2 separate regions of the Mus musculus genome follow, and region 1 is linked to region 2. Evidence: chromatin contacts called from public Hi-C data. All regions are on one chromosome and are shown on one strand. The core of a region is the stretch at or near the end of the contact, and the rest is flanking DNA. Distances in the headings are between cores, read along the strand shown. Region 1 overlaps Myof (myoferlin). Region 2 overlaps Myof (myoferlin).

Region 1 (3,201 bases), core at 274-2,773, 77 kb before region 2:
CCTACCAGAGAGCACGGGTGGGACAGACCTAGGCCCCCTATACATATGTAACAGATGTGCAGCTTGGTCTTCATGTGGGACTCCTAACAGCTGGAGCAGGGGCTGTCTCTGACTGTTGCCTGCCTTTGGAGCCCTTTCCCCTAACTGCCTTATCTAGTAGCCTCAATAGGAGAAGATGCACCTAGTCTTACTACAGCTTAATATGCCAAGGTGGGTTGATATCCCTGGGAGGCCTCCCTTTCTGTAAAGAGAGAGAGAGAGAGGGAGGGATGGAGGGAGGAGAGGGAAGATGGAGGCACTGGGAGGAGAGGAAGGAGGACAAGCCTCGATCAGGATATAAAGTAAATAAAGAAATTAATTAATGAAGAAAACAACAGTCAACTTGCTCAAATCAGAATATTTTACTAATTTAAAAAATGTCATTTAGAGGGCTGGAGAGATGGCTCAGTGCTTAAGAGCACTGGCTGTTTTTTCAGAGGTCCTGAGTTCAAGTCCCAGCACCCACATAGCAGCTCACAAGCACCTATAATGGAATCTGATGCTTTCCTTCTGGAATGCAGACATGCATGCAGACAAAGCCCTGAAATCAGTCAATCAGTCAATCAATCAATCAACCCCTCCCCCCCCTTTTTAAAGCCATCCAGCACTCATTTTCAGGTTTATCTAGAGACTTTCTGTCCAATGGAGCTTCCTGTGGTGTGGAAATAGTTAAGATCCACCCTGTGTGACAGGAAGCCACTAGCCACATGTGGTTTCCAATCACCAAAATGCAGCCACTATGACCAAGGGCTTGAAATTTTACTCTTAAGTGCAACTAGTTTAAATGTACATATCCGCACGTGGTCACTGATGGCCTATAGGGATGGCAGCAGAGATTGCAGCAGATGGCCCCAGCAGCTGAGTGACCAGGTCTTCCACTTGCTTATGGTTGCTAGAACCTGCAGATCCGGTGGCCTCATCTGTCAAATGGAAGGTGTAATTGTCACTACCCCACACAGCGCATGTGCGAGCATTCGCACTGAGGCAGTGGGAGCAAAGGGCACTGAGTGTTGACTGCTGCTGAATCTTCAGGGGGCTTGGACTGGAAGCAGCCTGAGGAATCAGCTCACGCCGCTCTCTCGCCCCTTAGTGCTCACGCAGCACGCACCTCCACTGCTGAATCCTCAGGGTTCTCGTAGGGACGTCTTCTTTCACCTTCATGTTCCATGCAGAGGACTTGGGCAGAGGCAGGGCTGGGTTTAATTGCATTCCAGATTGTCCCTGGGCTCTGATGGAGCTCAGTTCCCATGAGGAGAATATACATAACTGGACCATGACACCAAGCCGAATGAATACTCTGGCGGCCCCTCTGGAGGGGTTGAGTTGTTCAGTATGCTGGCATCATTTGGATCAAGTCAGAAAGCAGAGAGAAATTTACCAAGGACAAAAGAATGTTTTTAAGACAGGGAGAGAAGGAACAAAGCCTAGCCCTCCTGGCCGAGCTTTGTCACAAGGTAATGCAAGCATTTATGACAGGCTGTGTGACTCAGAGGCACAGAGGTGAAATAGCTTAGCAGCGAATCAGTTCCACTGATAATCTAGATCAGGCTATTTTATTAGCAGGAAATAAAGGCCTAACCTATTTTACACAAAGCATTTTTTTTTTTAAATCTCATATTTAACTGGCAGGGTGAGGCCCCATTCTGTTTTAACCACAGATTTCTGGTTTTTTTTTTTTTTTTTAACCTACGCCATCTTTTTTCATCCCAGTAGTCCTGCATAGAAATTGGGAAAACAGTTCTGCCATCTTTCTTTTCACTAACAATGTAGGAAGTTATGGTTCTGCTCATCCTTCCTCCCTGCCTGGCCCCTCCCTGTCTCTGCGCCCTTTTGATGATTTCTGCCTGGGCCTTACAAATACAAGTATTCAGTAACTCTGGGTGAAGGCTGTTAGGTCAGGCATCTTCTAGCTCTTTGGAGAGTCTGGATCGAGCTAGGCTGGGATTGTGCCCACAGGCAGCCTAAATGCTATGCTGCAAGCAAAGCAGAGTTTGATGAATCAAATTTTTGTTGTTTTTTTAAAGATTTATTTATTTATTTTTATTTTATTTTATGTGTATTGGTGTGTTGATTGCATGTATGTCTGTGTGTGGGTGTCAGACCTCCTGGAACTGGAGTCATAGACAGTTGTAAACTGCCATGTGGGTGCTGGGAATTGAACCTGGGTCTTTAGGAAGAACAGCTAGTGCTCTTAACCACTGAGCCATCTCTCCAGCCCCTAATCAAATGTTTAAGTTGTCTTCATGTGCAGGTCACATTGAGGATGAGAACTTGACAGTTTTTATGGACTATGTAACTGCTTTATTTTTATTTATTAATTACATTTTAATTAATTAATTTTATTCACTGAAAATAGAAAAAGTGTGTGTGTGTGTTGGGGGGGGGTGTGAGACAGGATTTCTAGGTGTGACTCTGTCTATTCTGTAGACCAGGCTGGCCTCATACTCACAGAAATCCACCTTTCTCTGACTCTAGAGAGCTGGGATTAAAGGTATGACCCACCACCACCTCCTGGCTATAAAGTCTTTCTTTAAGGTGTGTGTCTGCTCGTTAATGTGTATGCAGGAAGGTATGCTTGCATAAGCATGTGGAGGTCAAAGGAGAACTCTGAGCATCCTCTCTTGCTCTCCACCTCATTCCTTTAAGATAGGATCTCTCACTGAAGCTTGAACTTTTAGGCTAGGCTAGACTGGAAGCCACCAAGCCTTTTCAATCTTCTAACCCCAATTGCTAGGACTACAGGTACAAGCATCTACAACCCCAATTGCTAGGATTTCAGGTACAAGCATCTACAACCCCAGTTGCTAGAATTACAGGCACATGCATCTACATCCATTTTCTTTTACAAGGGTTCTGAAGATCCCAACTCAAGTCCCCATGCTTGCTCAGTATGTGCTCTTACCACTGAGCCTTCTCTTCAGCCCAGAAGTGAAATCTTTTCCAGCTAGAGAAGCTGTCTTAAGTAGAATGGGTTAAGTATCTAGGTAAGATTCTCATAGCAGGTTCAGGCAGAGGTGGGGTTTTACCACCACACTCTCCTCTTCTGAGGCCATCATACAGTTGTTTCCTATGCAGAGCTGAGTGTTATCTCAGCCATGTCTGTCTGTGGCCGACACTCCCCTATCCACGGCCCTTTGGGCATTCTTATCTCTTCCAAAGGAG
Region 2 (3,583 bases), core at 286-2,785:
ACCATGTGGTTGCTGGGAATTGATGGACTCAGGACCTCTGGAAGAGTAGTCAGTGCTCTTAACTATCGAGGCATCTCTCCAGCCCAAAATACTATATTTTTTTTATTAGTTTTCATTTTCCTTCCTCAAGGGAGTTGGTGGAGAACTGGCCAAACTTCTAATTATGTTGGGGCCATTCCTCGGGGGGGTTTCTTGCCCTGATTCTCCTTATCATCTCCCTCCACTGACCAAATTGTCTGAGTTCAGGCCTAGTCGTGACAAAGAGAGTGGCTTTCCATGACCAGGACTTTGGCTAGGCCTAGCGGGCACTCCCTTCCCCTCTCTGTTGGCAGATGCTCAACTCGAGCACATCAGCATGTTCTGGGCTTAGCTTGTACTTTCTCAACTCCAGCCCTGAAATAACCGTTTCTCTAAGATGCTGTGGTCCCTTTAATAGGAAGTGACATTTGAAAAACAAGATCTAGAGTGCTCACGCTGCTGCTATATTGTTGCTTATAGGCCTTGCCAACCAAGAAGTTCACGGTCACACTCATTTGCATGTGCATATACATACATACATATATGCATATATTTATTTCTATATCTGTTAAAATGTTGAAGGCCAGAACAGTGCCTCCAATTTTAATCTACCACCAAGGACTTACCTTGGTAGTAAGATTAAAACTCTTGCCTACAGTGAGATTCCAGCTTCTGCCATCCTAACTGTAATGGTTGATTTGTTCAAACTTAAACTCCCTACGTCCACCACTGTGAACAAGTTCACAATGATTCATGTTTGATGCAGTTGGGTTGCCTTTGCCTTGAAACTAAGGACAGATAGTTAAAATGCTGTTTCCAAAGGTTACGTGTGGGTTAGTTCAACTGTCCATCTGAAATATAACTGAGTCCATACTATTTACATATATATCCTTTTGAGGGTTCCCTCACCTATTCCTGATGGTTTCTTCCTGTTTATTTTTGGAGTACATAAAATATTTACATAGTTCCAAAGGTCAAAATACAAGACAAGGCTTTCTCTATTGCTTAAACTTATCAGTGTTGATTGCATTTTGAATAAAAGTAAATAGCACGAGGCTATGGTAAGTATCAGTGAGTGAGAACAAAGCCCTCTGGCTTTCTGTAACGAAATCTTTTTATGTCCCTACCCCTCTACTCACCCTCTACCCTGCCTTGGAAATAACACTTTCTTGGACATAATGGCAGAATTACACAATTATCTCTCCTCTTTCTTGATTCTTCAGCAATCAAACATAGAGGCTGTAAAATCAGGGATCCAGGGTAAAATTCCTGCAAACCAGTTGGCGGAGGTGTGGCTGAAGCTGATAGATGAAGTTATAGAAGACACGAGGTACAGTAATCCTCTTCCTATCTGCACGTCCCCAGCATGCCCTGAATTCTAAGACTGTAGGTGCTTTTCCAATCTTGTCAAGTATTTCTCTGGAAAAAAAAATGCGTTTGAGCATTGTTTTGGGCTCCTTGAAAGTCCCACCCCAGCCCAGGAGAAGTTTCTGAATCACCCGGAAAACCTCCATTCTCTGGTTTGGTGCCAAGTCTAAAGTAGCCCAAGTAGGCCCAGGCTGGACTACCGGAAGCTGGCCCAGCAGCCTGAGGCAAAGGGTGGGAGTGGAAGAGAGGGAAGAGAAATAGCCTGAGCTAACCTTTCTGCAGAAGGACTCCTGACTTCCACAGGGATATAGGAACATGGCTTCCACCACTCAGAACAATGTTCCTAACTCATGTCTTTAGAAATAGCTTGCTGCTGCTGCTGTTGTTGTTGTTAAGTGTTTCAAGCACTCTGCCATCCTTCAGAAACAGTTAACACTAAAAACAGGAGTAACAGATAGTTAGAATGGGCCCTAAGCAAGGATGACGCGCAAATTCATTATACACTAAGAAATAAACAAGAAACAGCAACAATAACAACAACAACAGCAACAACAACAACAACAACACACACACACACACACACACACACACACACACCACGTTAGACAAATCCAGGACACAGACTTAGCCAGAGGACATTTCATAGCTGTGACTTAAGAAGTAACTTTTGGCATTTAGAAATCAAAAGGGAAAGTGACTCATTCCAACCTCATTTTAAATGTTGGCTAATAAAGCCACGAACAGGGAAGGTCGAAAAGAAAAGAGCATGGACTACACCTCTCAAGCTCTGGAAGCAGACATTTCCCCTTCTGGGGTAAGGCCCTTAGTCATCCCGTCCTCTTGCGCCCCCTAGTGGTTTATTCAGGTCATTGACAAACAGCTAAAATCAAGCCCCACTGGCTTTGTGACCACTCAAAGCTGAGAGACTTAGGGATTCCCTAAGGAGTGACCTCTAAATTACAGATAAGAAAGAAGGGAGACCGCAGTGACACTGGGAATTATTTACCCACTTAATGGCCAGCATCTCACTTTCAAAGGGCTCAAGTGTGACTTCGGAGCTCAACAGCACTCCCGTGAATTTTTGCCTTATGTGGCCACCGCAGGATCTTAAACCTTTATACACACGGTGCCACAGAAGTTAATGAAATCAAACAAAAACATACAGCGACAGCTTTCACATGGAAAATGCCTGTGATTTGCCAAAGAAAGCCCAGGCATGAGAACACATGCTGGCTTCAAAGAAGCAAGCTGGCATCTTTCTAAATGTTCTGTCGCAGGAAATTCCATGTTTGAGGAAAACCATGCTAGGATATCCTTCATATAAGGAGCTGGGTGGCATGCAAATAATGTAAATTCTAAGTGGGGACAATGAGTCGAATTTCCTGGTACTGGTGACAGTCTTGCCCTGTGGTTTCACCTACTTCCACAGTGAGAGAGAGAGAGGCACAGCTGACATGTGGCTAATCTGAGTCACTCACTCAGCTGTCCCTGTTTTTCTTGTGGACTCTTAACTTGGCTGAAAATTGTCCTATACAAGTGGTCCTTCTTATCTTCTGGAGCTCTCTGAGAACCGTCTGAGAGGATGACGGTGATGAAGATGACGGTACTGGGGATATTTAAACTTTGGTGCTTTAAAATTTGTGTCTTCTCCGATGCCAACAGAGACATCCTCAACTACAGTTTAAAGCAAGCAGCCCCTGTAGACTCAGGAGATTGCTGTCATTTCAATCTACGTGAAATGGCGTGCAGACATACATTAAACATGTGGGCAAACACAAGTGGACTTAGTTTTGAGACCTAGAATGTCATTCTTAGGTTTGTTTCTCTTCTCTCCTCTTCTTATAGATACACCTTGCCTGTCACAGAAGGAAAAGCCAACGTCACGGTTCTGGATACTCAGATCCGAAAGTTGCGGTCCAGGTTTCTCTCCCAGATACACGAGGCAGCTCTGAGGATGAGATCTGAAGCCACGGATGTGAAATCCACCTTGTTGGAAATCGAGGAGTGGCTTGATAAACTGATGCAGCTTACTGAAGAGGTAGACCATTAAAATACACTGTCATCTGTTTCCAGAAGGATTCTGCAGATGACAAGAAGGGTGGGGCAGGTGGTGGGTGGGTCATCTGGTATATCTGCGACTGGGATTGGATCTGATCAATGATAAAAACCAAGGACTTACTAGGATGAGGAGGCTACT

The links. A called contact is a pair of places that touch in the nucleus more often than the background predicts.
Region 1: a Hi-C map of bone marrow-derived macrophages shows a contact between it and region 2, with 67 read pairs. A contact is called at or near these places in 22 of 39 promoter capture datasets (the 3T3-L1 cell line, the C10 cell line, the HPC-7 cell line and 13 more), 215 of 484 Hi-C or Micro-C datasets (the 3T3-L1 cell line, 3T3-L1-derived adipocytes, the 4T1 cell line and 112 more), 52 of 130 datasets of targeted methods (the 230-238 cell line, CD8 T cells, the NIH/3T3 cell line and 32 more) and 7 of 9 other capture datasets (adipose tissue, bone marrow-derived macrophages, embryonic stem cells and 4 more).

What each region holds. Positions count from the first base shown.
Region 1 is chr19:38,031,438-38,034,638 of GRCm38.p6, reverse strand. All of the region lies in intron 1 of Myof (myoferlin), which reads left to right. Among named protein-coding and RNA genes, the nearest start is that of Myof, 11 kb to the left of the region's middle.
Region 2 is chr19:37,954,208-37,957,790 of GRCm38.p6, reverse strand. It overlaps Myof (myoferlin), which reads left to right. Exons shown (of 54, transcript NM_001302140.1): 22 at 1,242-1,348; 23 at 3,232-3,424. Among named protein-coding and RNA genes, the nearest start is that of Gm52397, 30 kb to the left of the region's middle.